Regions from separate parts of the Mus musculus genome. Here all the other regions are linked to region 1. The links are chromatin contacts, called in public Hi-C, Micro-C and promoter capture Hi-C maps. All regions are on one chromosome and are shown on one strand. The core of a region is the stretch at or near the end of the contact, and the rest is flanking DNA. Distances in the headings are between cores, read along the strand shown.

What was found. Promoter capture Hi-C pulls out the DNA fragments that hold promoters and counts their contacts. Hi-C and Micro-C count contacts between places; a contact is called where the count stands out from the background.
Region 2: a contact with region 1 is called in a Micro-C map of palatal mesenchyme, with 2.0 times the contacts expected there. The contact joins the enhancer-like site here to the promoter of Padi2 in region 1. A contact is called at or near these places in 1 of 39 promoter capture datasets (hippocampal neurons), 1 of 484 Hi-C or Micro-C datasets (palatal mesenchyme) and 3 of 115 datasets of contacts at active chromatin or transcription factors (embryonic forebrain, embryonic stem cells and pancreatic cancer cells).
Region 3: a Hi-C map of the N1E-115 cell line shows a contact between it and region 1, with 6 times the contacts expected there. The contact joins the enhancer-like site here to the promoter of Padi2 in region 1. A contact is called at or near these places in 9 of 39 promoter capture datasets (the 3T3-L1 cell line, the C10 cell line, the HPC-7 cell line and 6 more), 13 of 484 Hi-C or Micro-C datasets (B cells, the N1E-115 cell line, cerebellum and 7 more) and 2 of 115 datasets of contacts at active chromatin or transcription factors (embryonic stem cells and large pre-B cells).
Region 4: a promoter capture Hi-C map of neural stem cells shows a contact between it and region 1. The contact joins the enhancer-like site here to the promoter of Padi2 in region 1. A contact is called at or near these places in 2 of 39 promoter capture datasets (hippocampal neurons and neural stem cells), 1 of 15 datasets of contacts at CTCF or cohesin (large pre-B cells), 20 of 484 Hi-C or Micro-C datasets (the Ba/F3 cell line, the G1E-ER4 cell line, the HL-1 cell line and 13 more), 2 of 115 datasets of contacts at active chromatin or transcription factors (embryonic stem cells and pancreatic cancer cells) and 1 of 9 other capture datasets (adipose tissue).

Annotation. Positions count from the first base shown.
Region 1 is chr4:140,904,578-140,907,898 of GRCm38.p6, forward strand. It overlaps Padi2 (peptidyl arginine deiminase, type II), which reads left to right and starts at 1,783. Exons shown (of 16, transcript NM_008812.2): 1 at 1,783-1,972. The coding sequence starts at 1,857.
Region 2 is chr4:140,628,755-140,632,123 of GRCm38.p6, forward strand. All of the region lies in intron 1 of Arhgef10l (Rho guanine nucleotide exchange factor (GEF) 10-like), which reads right to left. Among named protein-coding and RNA genes, the nearest start is that of Gm42335, 25 kb to the left of the region's middle. Within about 2 kb of position 2,042, at least 113 of the 459 cell types and tissues checked have an H3K27ac peak or open chromatin away from gene starts, as enhancers often do. A contact at or near this core is called in palatal mesenchyme and pancreatic cancer cells, where this site is marked.
Region 3 is chr4:140,548,828-140,551,893 of GRCm38.p6, forward strand. All of the region lies in intron 22 of Arhgef10l (Rho guanine nucleotide exchange factor (GEF) 10-like), which reads right to left. Among named protein-coding and RNA genes, the nearest start is that of Gm42335, 55 kb to the right of the region's middle. Within about 2 kb of position 1,399, at least 19 of the 459 cell types and tissues checked have an H3K27ac peak or open chromatin away from gene starts, as enhancers often do. A contact at or near this core is called in the N1E-115 cell line, cerebral cortex and hippocampal neurons, where this site is marked.
Region 4 is chr4:140,591,295-140,594,759 of GRCm38.p6, forward strand. Arhgef10l (Rho guanine nucleotide exchange factor (GEF) 10-like) reads right to left here. Exons shown (of 29, transcript NM_001290803.1): 5 at 2,852-2,943; 6 at 1,799-1,882; 7 at 524-693. Among named protein-coding and RNA genes, the nearest start is that of Gm42335, 12 kb to the right of the region's middle. Within about 2 kb of position 1,442, at least 16 of the 459 cell types and tissues checked have an H3K27ac peak or open chromatin away from gene starts, as enhancers often do. A contact at or near this core is called in neural stem cells, where this site is marked.

The sequences.
Region 1 (3,321 bases), core at 533-3,032:
CATTTTCTGAATATTGTCTCATTTAATATCAGTTTGTACCTTCCATTATGCTGAGAGATTACCTATAAGCTCTCTCGAGGCAGGCAAGCCACCCTTACCCTGTGTCCCCACCCAGGTTCCTGCACTGCTACTGTCAGGAGCTATGCACCCCTAGGTTAGTTCTGACAGCGTTCCTGGAAAGATAAAATAATTTAATTCTAATGCTTTGGGAAGTATCATTTGGGGGCAGTGTGGGGCACAGAAACCACGTAACTAATGAGTGCACCACACACCGCCGTCGTTTCTGCCCAGCTGGGTAACCACAGCCTTTGCCTGATCGCACAACCCTGGCTCTGCTGGGACTCACTTGCTTGACAGGAGACATGGAAGGAGTGAGTGACATACAGGACCGTTCTGCCCGTGTTGGAGGTGGGAACTCTTGCTTGCCTGCAGAGGGGTCCTCAGACCCGAGCCCACCTTAGCAGGGCAGGGGTTCCCAGTCTGGTGCCTCTTGGATTCTTTCCCACAAGCTGCCTCCTGATTGGAGAACGCTCTCCCAGGGACCAATCAGAAGTTAGCAGCTTCTCCCAGGATCTGAACCCCAAGCCTTTCAGGAGACAGTGACCCCTCTGGCTGAGATTCTGGCTCTCTGCTTCTCCACCCACATTCCTCCTAGATCCCTGATACCCAGGAACAGCTGGGGTCTTTACCATCTCCTAATTTGGGCATCTGGAGGAGAAGGATGGAGTCGAGGGCCGCTGGGCGTGCCTGGGCATACCTATGAGCAATGCGTTTAATTCAGTGTGCCCTTTGCTGGGGCTCCCTTCAGTCCCCCTCCCTCTCCAACATTCACCCCTCCACCCGCCCTTCAGTCTCCATTCCCTTAACGAAAAAGCCACTTCCTCAAATTGCATAGCCCCAGGGTTGAGTTCAGAAAGAAAGGGCCTGAGGGTGGGGTTCAGAGTGCTTCAGACCCCACCCTGCCACTAGATGTCACGGTGCACCTTGGCCTTCAGGACCATACATTGACCTCTACCTTGGCACGTCTTTTGGTGTCGCAGGCTGGAGCCCTAATCCTCTGCCCCGTCAGCCCATTGTCCTTCAACCAGGCACATCCTCCCAGCCACCGGGAGCCACCCAAATCTCCATCCATAAACACCACACAGATCAGTCCTCTCCTCGCCAGTCCTCTCACGCCCCATCCGGGGTCTTCACTACTGGCTCCAGCTCAGTATGCTCAACGCTGTCTGGGGCAGCCAGAATGCACTCCCAGATAGCCCCATTCCAGGCTCATGCTGTCGCTCTCATGCCTGGGCTTAGCATTCTGGTCCCTGCCAGGGCCACAGTTCCCCCCACTCCACCCCACTCCCTATTTCTCATGGCAATGTGGATCTAATATGGGGGGTGTCCAGCTTCCAGAAGGTGTTCAGGAGGCTCCTCTCCACCCCCTGGTGTTGCCAAGATCTTTAAGAAGCCTCAGGGTTTCCTCTGAGAAGCATTCTCCGGCCCCAGACTGGCTTTGGTTGCCACCTATTCACTCCTGCCCTGTCCCTTCGGCTACTCCTGCTCGCACTTTCTGCCCCTCGGAGCTGGAGGTGAGGGGGAGCGTCCAGAAAGGGGAATTTACTGAATAAAAGAATGAACAAGCCAAACACGGAAAACAGGAATTGACAACTTGCGGGCAGAGGGGCTTGGAGGGCGGGGCCAGGCTTGACGGACGGGTTTGCAGATCCAATCCAAGAGGAGTCCGGCGGGAAGCCCCGCCCACGCCCCGCCCCCGGCTGCTGCTTAAGGCCGCCGGCTGCTCGGCAGCGAGCGCAGGCGCAGCAGCGGAGGGCTTACCTGCAGCAGGTGCTTATTCCTGGGAGCAGCACGGAATGCAGCCGCCTATACGGGAAAATATGCTGCGGGAACGGACCGTGCGGCTGCAGTATGGGAGCCGCGTGGAGGCGGTGTACGTGCTGGGCACGCAGCTCTGGACCGATGTCTACAGGTGAGCCGAGAGAGAGTTACCCTCTCACCTACCCTTCACAAATCTTGAGACCCTGGACCTGGCTCCAGTATCCAGGTTGCCCCTCAATTCGAGATCCTCAGAAATCCAGAGAGAGTCCAGGCCAGGATCCACTTCCATGCAATCCTGAGGCCCCTCTAAGACACACAGTTACAGCCCCTGTCACAGCCTCCTCTCTGAGACTACTCCCTAAATCTAGCCTTCTCATGACTGGTCTTTCCAGCCCCTCTCCTGGGTGACTTTAACACACATGGGCTCTCTGTAACACGCCCCTTTCACTCCCCCATTCCTTCTTGGCTGACCTTTCACCCCAGCCCAGCCTCCTCCACCAGTGGACTGCCTACCCCTGCAAGCAGAAACAGCCTGGGATGTGCTGGGGACTGACTTGTCCAAAGGGGAACTGCCCACGTGGAATCTGGCCTGGTACTTATCCGATTTCACCCTCCGGGGGGTTGCTGGTGGTTGCCTGTCCCGGGGCACTGGCTGTGAGCTGTGTCCCCAAATACCTTTCCTGACTTCACCCTGAGATCAGAGAGGGGTCACTTTCCACCCGCTATGGCCCTGGGAGCCAGGGCCCGTTTCTTCCCCATTTTCTCTGCCCACACGCTCGCTCGATGGGGGTCAGGGTACCTGAGACAGAAGGCTGAAGGAATCTCGCAGAGTGTGTCCCACAAACCCAGAGAAACTGATAGGGTATAGTGTGGGACCTAGGAAAGGTGCTATGGGGAAGGAGTAGTCTGAGCAGCCTGAGAGGCCACACTGAAGCCACCATCTGCTCCGAGCACTCTCAGTGTTCTGCCTTGCGAGGGAGGAAGGGCTTCATGCTGGAGGGAGGGGCATGCCAGATTCTGTGCCTGTACATCCTCTATGGGCCGTGTTCCCAGACCATTCTGACACTAAAGCGCCTGACTCTCCCGAGCCTCCCAAAGCCCACCTAAGCACCCCCTCATGCTCTTCTGCCCGCTCTCCAGCTCCTTCCCACTGCTCGGCCACTTCACAGGAGGCCCCGGTTCCCGCTGGTCTCAGCAAGCCTAAGACGGGGCCCCTCTCTGCTCCTTTAGCCCTTAAGCCTCAGCCCCAGCCTCCACTTCACCTGGGCCTGGACTTCAGTGGGCCTTCATATAGACCCCAAAGCAGGATTATAACACAGGGGTGGGGTGTGGTCTAGGCGCCAGTGGCCTGGGAGGGTGCCCATCTCTCCCCACTCCCTGCTCTGAACTGGGCATTGCCAAGGGGTAAGCCAGGATCCTGGGCCCTAAGCCACAGTTGTCACCATGCCTGTCAGCTTGCCTGCCGGGGCACTGTGGGGACTCTCTGAAAGACTGGCATGC
Region 2 (3,369 bases), core at 792-3,291, 280 kb before region 1:
GCTGGCCACCTGCTCCTCCCTGCGGGCCAGCTCACTTGATCTCACAACAGCTCTGCTCCTAGCAGTGCCTGGGGTAATTCCTACCCTACCCCCCCCCCACACACACACACACACACACACCGTCCTATCTATCCACAACCTTGCGGTCTTTCGTTTAGGCATGCCAGGGCCTGAGCGCGTCTCACCAGCTGGTTCAAACCATGAGCATCACTAACCTGAACTATTATTACAACCTCATGGGTGTCCTACCCCCTCCTCCCTGTACTTCTGTGGTGAACACAGGAGCCACACGAATCCTCTGCTTGGGACCTTCACAAGCTCCTACCTCATCTTGGCCCACAAGGCCCTCTTGATCTCCCTGCTTCCGCCCCCATCTCTCCCTGAGAGCTCACTCCACTCAAGTCACGGCCACCAGGAAGTTCCCTCATCCGCATGCATGCACCACCTCCCTCTGTCTAGAATGTTCTTCCTACATACTACCACATGGCTGTCTCCCTTTCTATCAGGGCTCTGCTCCAAGCTCCTCCTGTGAGAGTGACCTGCACAGGGCTCCCAATGTGGCCCTCATGCTGTCTGCAGCCCAGCCCCCCTGCCTTCCTCCACAGTATTCAGTACTTCCTGACAGCTTTGCTGTGGATTTTAGGCCTCTTCCTCCTCACAGAGGCCAGAGGAGGGCATTGGATCCCCTGGAACAGGAGGTATAGGCGTGAGAAACCTAATGTGTGTACTGGGAACTGAATCCAGGGCCTCTGCAAAACAGAGCAAGCGCTCTTAACTGCTGAGCCATCTCTCTGGCCCCTCATTTGCTTTTTTGAGATGGGGTCTCATGTAGCCCAGGCTGGCCTCAAACTTGTTACATAGCCCAGGGTGACCTTAAATCTGCTAATCCCCCTGCCTCTACCTCCCAAATGCTGAGATTACAGGGTTGGGCTCCCATATGTGGTTTATGAGTCTGGGGATCGAATCCCGGCCTCTGTGCATGCCAGGTGAGCGGTCTGCCTCCTGAGCTACAGCCTCACACCCTTAGGTGTCGGCCCCATCCCTTCCCCCTTCCTAGCCAGTGACCACCACAGAGGCGAGCATGATGGCTGTATTCACACTACCCACAGCCCCGGGAGCACAGCCTGGCACTCGGAGGAGCTAGGGGGACCTAGTGAGTGAGGAGTGAAGAAAAGACGTCTTCCCTCAGGAGCTGACTGGCTGATGCAGGCCTGTGGAGGTTGGAATGTTACCAGTCCAGAAACTGATTACCTAATCTTGGGCTAAGTTCTGGCCCTCCAGGGATGCCATTCCTTGGCCCCCTAGGATAAAAACTTTTTTGCCATCTATTAATTCAGCAGGTGACTACCTCTCACCAATCCGAACCCTAAGCGTGTCACCAGAGAGCCTCTTGGGCCTGAAGAGTAGCTCTCCTTTCCCCTCACCTTGCTGTACCTGCTCTCTAATGGGCCCACCAAGATGCTTTCAACTCGCCTTAATTTGTGACCTTTGTTTGTTGTTCTGTGGAGCTACAAAAACTTCATAAAACTGCGTCCATGTTGGAACGTACACTGTGTGGAAACTTAAAACATCTGTGTTCTCAGGCTATGGTCACTCAAAATGGCTCCAGAGTAAACTCTCTCTTATTCCCTTTATGATGAAAGCTGTGGTTTTATGCATCAACTGAGGGAGGGAGGGAGGGAGGGAGGGAGGGAGGGAGGGAGGGAGGGAGGGAGGGACAGACAGACGAACGGAGGGACGGAGAGAGACAGAGGGAGGGATGGAGGGGAGGTTTCCTTGCCCCCAGGCAGTTTCCTGAGGAAGAAGGCAAACACAGCACCCACTCTTAGAGTAGGCCTCCTCCTCTTACCTCAGCCTGCACCCACATACTTCATCTGAGAGAACCTGCCTGATACCCTCACCATACCCTAGGCTGTGCGAGAGGCAAGGCACCCCCAAAACCAGTGTGGAATGAGATCTGAGTCCCTCTCCAGGGACTGGTCAGGAGAAATGGGTGGGGCAGGGCTGAGAAGGACTTGGGCTATTTTTAAAAACTTCTCCCAAAACACCACATTCTTCCTTGGATGAGTCAGAAGCACGTGGCCCAGTGAGGAGGCCGGGACCCTGGACCGCTATGGTGGCCACCGTCAGTTCTGTGGGCAGCAAGTGGGGACTAGGATGCTCATTCGGCTTTCCAGGGAAGAGACGAGGCTGGATGTGCAGAGTGGAAGGCACTCTGAGAGCCACCCCTGCTCTAGTCTGTCACGGACTCTTCCTCTCTGACCTCAGGGAGCGAGCGCTCAGCAGGAAAGCGTCTGTAAAACTCAGCTAAAAACAGCTTGGCTCACCCATCCATGACGGGGGAAGCTGGGCAGCAGAGTCTGCCGCCTCCAGATAAACACAAGGTCAAGCCCAAGGCACTCGGAGGACCTGGGGCCACCTAGCCTAGGAGAGCCCTGGCTGAACTCTCAGAGAGATCAAGCCGTGCCCTGTGTGGGGTGCTGTCCCTTCCCAGGGAGCTCAGAGTGGCCTTCAGCTGCTCTCAGCATCTCTGGAGCAAGGTGGGGGAGGCTCATATACTCTGACCCTGCCCCAAGCCAGACTGCCTGGCACCACCAATCCACATCCACAGAGGAAACTGAGGCTCAGAGCTGCCCACAGTCAAGTTTAATCAGAGCTAGTCCATAGCTGAGCCCCAAGGCTGTCTGTTCCCAGTGTCCGAAGTTCGCAGGAGCTGGCAAGATGCCGCGGGATCGGGCCAGCACTTTCACCAGCCTCCCTTACACTTGACTTCAAGAAAAGATGCTGTCTGTCTACCTGGGGTGTGGAAAGGGCCAGGGGAAGCTGGATGGAGCTCTGAGTCCTGAACCCCCACGGTCTTTGAACAGAGTCAGGACCATGACCTTGGCCCAGGCAGGGAACTTCCCCAAACTCCTACTCTCTTTCATAATCAACTGACAAAATGGACTAGAGATGGCTATCAGAGGCATGCCTCAAGAGACTTCTGGGGGTTACCTACATCCCAGGTGATGTTCTCTGCTCTCCCAGTTGGTGCTCCTCACTTTCCCACATCCCAGTTGATGCTCCCCATTCTCCCAAATCCCATATGATGCTCCCTGCTACTCTCAGTTGGTGCTCCCCGCTCTTCCACATCCCATTTAGTGCTCCCTGCCACTCCCAGTTGGTGCTCCCCACTCTTCCACATCCCAGTAGGTGCTCCCTGCTCTCTTCCACATCCCAGCTGGTAGTGCTCCCTGCTCTCTCACCTCAGCTTCCTTCCCCACTATATTGAAATCACAGAGCCCTACGCTTCCGCCCACCCTGCCGTGCCCTGCTTTCACAGTGGCAAAGGGAGGCCACCACCCCTGACCCTTTCTGCTCTGAAGCCAC
Region 3 (3,066 bases), core at 149-2,648, 360 kb before region 1:
AGAGAAAACAAACTATTACCAGTTCTGGCTAATGTAGGCTGGTGACCATCAGAACAGAGGCTCTCGACCTGGGAATCTGAGGACTAAGTTGTCTGGCTATATGCCCTCTGTGGGGCCAGGCTACAAGGCACTCAAGCCTCAAGCATCTCAGAGAGCCTGAGAGATGGCTTGGCAGGTAAAGGGGCTTGCCGCCAAGCCCAAAGACCTGAGTTCAATGCCCTAAGCCCACATGGGGGCAGGGGAGAAGAAAATGGATACCCAAATGCGCACCATGGAAAGCCCCCCCCAAGTAAATAAATAAATAAATAATGTAATTTTTAAAACTTAAAGCATTTCAAAATGGACACACTCTACCCTCCCAAACCTGTGGCCTTCAGACAAGCCTGGTTTGTGGCATGTCCTCCCCTGACCTCCCACTGCCCCTACTTTGGAATGGAGTCAAGAGCCCAAAAAGAACCCTCAGACACTCCAGCGGTCCACAGCCTGTGGGAACCCCCAGGGGACCTGCTGGGATGTTCACCTCTCTTCCTTGAACCTTGAGTGCATCGGACACAACTGCATCAGGGGTGCACACATATGCACATGCATATGTGTGCACACAAGTGTCTGAAGGTCAGAGGTCAACACTGTCAACACTGTCAACAGTCAACACTGTCAACACTGGGTATCTTTCTCAACTAACGTCCACCTTCTTTTTTGAGACAGGGTCTCTCACTGAGCCTGGAGCCCCACCTGTCTCTTTCCCCCACCACTGGGATTGCTACAGGTTAGCAGTACACACCGATCTCTTTTATATGAGTGCAAGGATCAAGTTCTTGTTAGTGTGGGAAGCAGTTACCACTAGGCCATCTCTCCAGACCTTTAACCATACAATTTAATCCTCACTGTGACCCAGTAAGGGGGGCACAACTGTCTCTCTGGTTGGTACTAAAGACGTGTTGCTACACTATGAACTACAATGCTTTCCAGTGTCACACGACTGGGGCATTCCAGGCCAGGAAACAACTCCAGCAGGAAGGCTCCCAGTCTTCGCCCTTTTCCAATGGCCAGCTCCTCCGAGACGGGGGTCTGGCACAGCCCAGCATGAACACAGCTGTCCGCTCTGAAGACAGCATTACTCTCAACCCCAGGAAAAGCAGAATTCAACACACACTTCACCGAGCACTTACAGGCCAAGGTCTTGTCTGCCCAGGAAAGAAGCGAGGCCAGCAACTCCCTTGCCCAACTCGAGCCTCCTCAGGGGGAAGAAATGGGCTGGCTGCCCACTCCTGTGGCCACCTGAGAGCCCGAGTGAGTGGAAGAGAAGCTTGGGCAGCCGCCTGCATACACATCTGTTCCCTCAGTAATTGGACAAGGCTGGCAGTCTCCGCTCTAATTCATCCGGCTGCCAGCGCAGCGCTTGATGGGGCACAGCTGTCTGGGCTAGGTAGGAGGCGGGCAGGGCTGAGCTAGAACAGCCCAGGAAATACGGCAAGACAGGCTCTGGCGGCTCCCCCAGGAGCCCCTTCCTTCAGGCCCATTACCCATAGATATTCATGCCTGTCTCTCTCAGCTGATGTGGGGCTCCTCTGCCAGTCCACGTGTTCTGGAGCCCTCTAGCTCCAAGTGAGGAGATACACGGGCCCTCACTCATCCTCCCACGTTCTGGACGGCAGATGAGACAGAAGTCTGCTAGGGGACTCCGCCATCTCTCTCTGACCTATGACAGTTCACTTGGGTGTGGCCTGTGTACCTGCAGAGGCCACACCCCAGGGTCACCCTTGGCTAAACAATGCAAGATCGACCCAGACAATCTCCCCTCCACAGACACTGGCTTCCACTCCAAGGCACACAGGTAACCCCCACTCTTTCATTATTTCCCTTTAAAAAGGCCCAGGCAGCCCATACTCTTCAGGATAACTTTCCTTTGAACGATTACATGGGAGAGTGGAGAGATGGCTCAGCAGATCCGTTAAGAACACTGACTGCTCTTGCAGAAGAACTGGGTTCAGTTCCAAGCACCCACACAGCATCTCACAACCATCTGTAACTCCAGCTCCAGCTGGATCTGATGCCCTCTTCCGGTCTCTGTGGGTACTGCATGCATGTGGTACACACACACAGAGCATGCCAGCCAAATGCCCAGACACAGAAAATAAAAGTGATCAAATCTCAAAGAATTAGATAAATTTTAGGTATTCCGAGGCTTTATTCTTTATCCTGATTGGGTGGGGCTCGATCGGCAGCAGGAGAAACAGCCTTTCTCAATTTTCCCTGCTCCCAGCCCTGGCCTCCAGGGCCCAGGCTGGGCCAGCCTCTGGCAGGGCCCCTGCACTGGACTCCAGGCCTCCTCTTCTATGCACAAAGCCCCCCTCCACGGGTTCAAATCAAGTTCTAGATGACACCACTGCCTGCCTTGGATCCATAGGGACTCTGGGAATGAAACACTACAAGATTCTCGCGGTCTCCCTCGCCCAGGGCCTAGCCTCATCACCCAGAGCCAAGAGTCTCAGTGTCCCCTCCAGAACTCACATTGCAATGTAACAGCCACTGTCACAGCACTAGAAGATGGCTCCTTTAAGAGACAATTAAGCCAAGCTCAATCCTATTCCCTGCCTTCCCTTTTTGATTTGTCTGCTCCATATTGATTTGGTCACTTAGAATGTGGGTCCCCAGGGCCCTCTGGGGTGTGTGTCATTCTTGCTATATGGATCTCTGTTTAATGCCACCTCCTCAGGGGCCTCCCTGAACTTGCTAACTGTATAGCCCCCATTTCCCCCATGCCTACTGTGTCTCTTCTCTATATTCCCCTCGATTCCCTTCTGCGTGCTGAGGTCCTGCCTGTCTTTGTCCACTAGACTGAAGGCCGCATGAGGCGGGGACCTCGTACGTCCCGGTCACCACTGCACACCCAGTTCTAGCATTCAATAGGTGCTCAGGGATGACCCGTGAACAGACAGATGAATGGAGGAATGAACGATGAACTTACATCGCCAAGGTGCTCTGTCAGCTCTTAGCGCCCCAGTCTACAGCCCAGCCCGCACGGCTCCTGCGACTATTTATCTGTGCTGGGTCCCACGCTCGCTC
Region 4 (3,465 bases), core at 192-2,691, 310 kb before region 1:
GGCTCCTCGTGTAACACACGGGAGAAAGGAGGCTGCGTGAGGTAGAGACAGCTGGAAAGCACACGCCTGGCCAGAGCAGCTCTGATGCGGCCATCGCTCACACACCACCATCACCTGTCCACTCCCAGGGCAAATGGCACTGTGTGGGTCTAAGGATGTACCTGGCAGGGCAGGAGAGCTATGTTGAATGAGCCCAGGATCCACTGTACCCATTTAGCTGGGTTAAGAAGAAATCTAAAAACCGGCCTGAGCCCATGAACATCATGAGCACTTGACCTAGTCTGTACAGAAATGCAGGGGGCAGGGGGAGCGCCTGTCTCCAGTCCAGGTCCTCTGTGGCCAAACAGCGGATCCCAGGTCACTTCCTAGCTCAGGATAACCCAATGATCTTACTGATCATGCATTCGCTCGCTATTACTGGAAATGGATGGTCCCCAGACAGGGGTCTAGTGCCTGGTCCTCACCACCCACATCCCTTCCTGAAAGAGTCCAGACTTTGAGAAACGTCCCCCAAGCTCCTCACCTTGGGCTGGAAGGACCCTCGGTGCTTAGTGGGCTCGGCCTCCGGTTTGGTCTCCTCCCCAGAGTCCTCGCTGTAGCTCTCAAACTCACTAGAGCTCCAGCCTAGGTCCTCGGTCTCACGCGGTGCTCCTGCACGATGCACATCCTCGTAAACGAGGCCCCGCTCGGCCCCTGCCAGCCAGCAACAATCTGGTGAGTCCGAGGCCCCAGCCACCCAGATCTGGAACCCCAATAGGTAAGGCATAGGAAAGGGAGGGAAGACGGAGCAAGTGTGCTGGTCTGGCCCCAGACTCAGTTCCTCTTCCTCAGAGACTATGCCAGCATGTCCCTCACCTCTCTATAGGAGAAGGGCCTGAAAAACCAGGAACACAAGAGAAATACGCTCGACATGGAGGACTCCTTAATTCCCTCTTAACACATCCCTCTGAGAACAAGATCACTCTCAGCCTCTTTGGCATTTTTTACGAAAGAAGAGAGGAACCATCAGAATCAAATCCAACTGGAGCCCTGAAAGATTTCTAATGCATCAATGGGAAGACACAGGAAGGGGCGGGACTTCCTCAACCATCCCATGTGGTCCATGCGGTCCCTCTGGGTCTGCAAGCGTCCAGGAGGGGGCGCACCCGGCCTAGAATCCAGGAGGAACTCTCCTCGATTTCAAAGACAGCAGAAAATGCTTTTGAATGGAGGAATGGGGACAATGACTTGAGTGTCCTCTCTCTAGAGGAGCAGAACCCAACTGGGCACGTGGGGGGAAGGGGGGTATGCCTCAGGAACTGTCAGGCTTGCTTTTTGAATGTAGCGCTCTCCTGAGGACCTGAGGCTTGCCAATTTGACCAGGCGGGCTAGCCTGAGGTATCTCTTATGTGGGCTCTGGGGATCAAACTTAAAGCCTCCTGCTTGGTAGCAAGCACTTTGCCTCCCGTCATGGGGAGGTTATTTTTATGCCAAGATCTAATGTCTCTAGGGACAGACCAGCAGACCACATTGGATGTGACCTTGAAGGAGGGGCTGGCTGTGCTGTTTCTACATTGGATATGCCGGCAGCTGTTGCCCATGGAAATGACTTCAGATACTGAGGATGCCCAGAGGAAGATGCACTGTGCCACCTGAGGACGGCAAAGACCAGGGCAGGGTCATCAGCTGCTTGTATATCTGCAGTTTGTGAAAGCTGGGGACAGAAGGAGAGGAAGAGGACCCCACCACCACCACCTAAGCATGGCTCTCCCTTCCCAACCTAGAGAAAGGCCAGGAAAAGAGCCACAAGAGGCCATACCGGGCTGATGGGCGTCTGGGCTCTCACAGGGGACGTCGTCATAAATCACATCTTCCTCCAGGGCAGGGAAAGTGAAGCGGTCAACTGTAACGGAGGGGAGAAAGGTCACCCACAGGGGTATACGGTGGCCGCCATGGAGGACCGACCAGCTGGCAGCCATCCGGGTGTCCTGACTTTCATCATTGCGGATACAATTCACAGCTTTCCTCTAGCCCACTCCCCCCTTCTCAGTGCCCGCCACAGACCCCACCTTGCCTCTCTCCCTGCTACATAGACCTTTATCTTGACCACAGCACCTGCAGAGAATCCATACACTGATGCTAGCCCCAGGACGGGCAGAGTGGGGGTTGGGAAATCTAGCCTGACCTGAGCCCTGGACCTCCTAGAAAGACTCTAACCTCTAAGGGATGTCTTCCTGAGTCCTGCAGCATCCAGAGCCTGGCCAGCCTTTGTCTCTCATACCCTCTTCCTCCTCCCATGCATCCCACGCTCCAGTGGGTTGAGACTGACCCTCCTCTGGAACACCACGACTCTGACTCCTCCCCTCCTGGATGGTGGTGACAGTCCTCAATGGCCCCTCCCTTTCTCTTCTGTCTTCCTCTCACCCACCCCCTGAAGAGATGAGCCCCAAATGCCACATCAAGTCCTTTGGCAGAGGTCCTCGGGGGAGCTGGAGAGATGGCAGCCTGCTTCACCCCTAAATGCACCATTCTAACTTGAGGCACTTGGAGCATCCCCTGGAGCCAGGCATCCCCTGGACACTGGCTCTTCCAGAAGCTGCTGTTCTGTAAGGGGCTTCTCCTCCCAGAGCGCCTGTCCCAGTCACCAGGGAGCTCACTCTGACCAACCTCTTGGCAGAGCCTCTGAGAGCAGATGGACAGCTGGATTAACGATCTAGGGCTCTGGAGAACAGTGAGCGGGTACTCCATCACAGACAGCCACCAAGTCTGTGGCAACCCTCCCTTGGGCTCTCAAGCATGAGTGCCAGCTCTTAGCCTGGAGACTAAGAGACCATCTTGGTTCTCCTTGCTGGGAGTGGAGGGGGCAACTTACTTCGACGTGAGCTCTTCCGCTTCCAGCTGGAGCGCCGGACCCCAGAGATCGCTGCGCCCACCGCATCCCCATTGCTGACCACAGTGGGTGCCCTGCAGAGAGATGGCTCAGTGAAAACTTCAGCCTCCTTACCAGACTGGAAGGATGTGGAGGGTGGCCAAATGGTTCGGGCCTCAGGTCAACTAAGTTGGCTAGCCTTCAAGAAAGAAGTAAGCCTCGGCTCTGATTCAGGACTGGTTGTTACAAATTGCAATGTTTCTACTGCGCATTTTCCTTGATCTTACAGAAATACTTTGTTTTGGGCTGGAGAGATGGCTCAGAGGTTAAGAGCACTGACTGTTCTTCCAGAGGTCCTGAGTTCAATTCCCAGCAACCACAGGGTGGCTCACAACCATCTGTAATGAGATCTGACACCCTTTTCTGGTGTGTCTGAAGACAGCTACTGTGTACTTACATATAATAAAGAAATAAATCTTAGAAAAAAAAGAAAGAAAGACTCTGTTTCATTATAGAAAGCAGATTTACTCCAATCCTCATTCCATAGCCTGTAAGTCCCAAACTATTCTGTCTTTAAGATTGGATTATATATTTGAATGTATGATTTTAAAAATCGT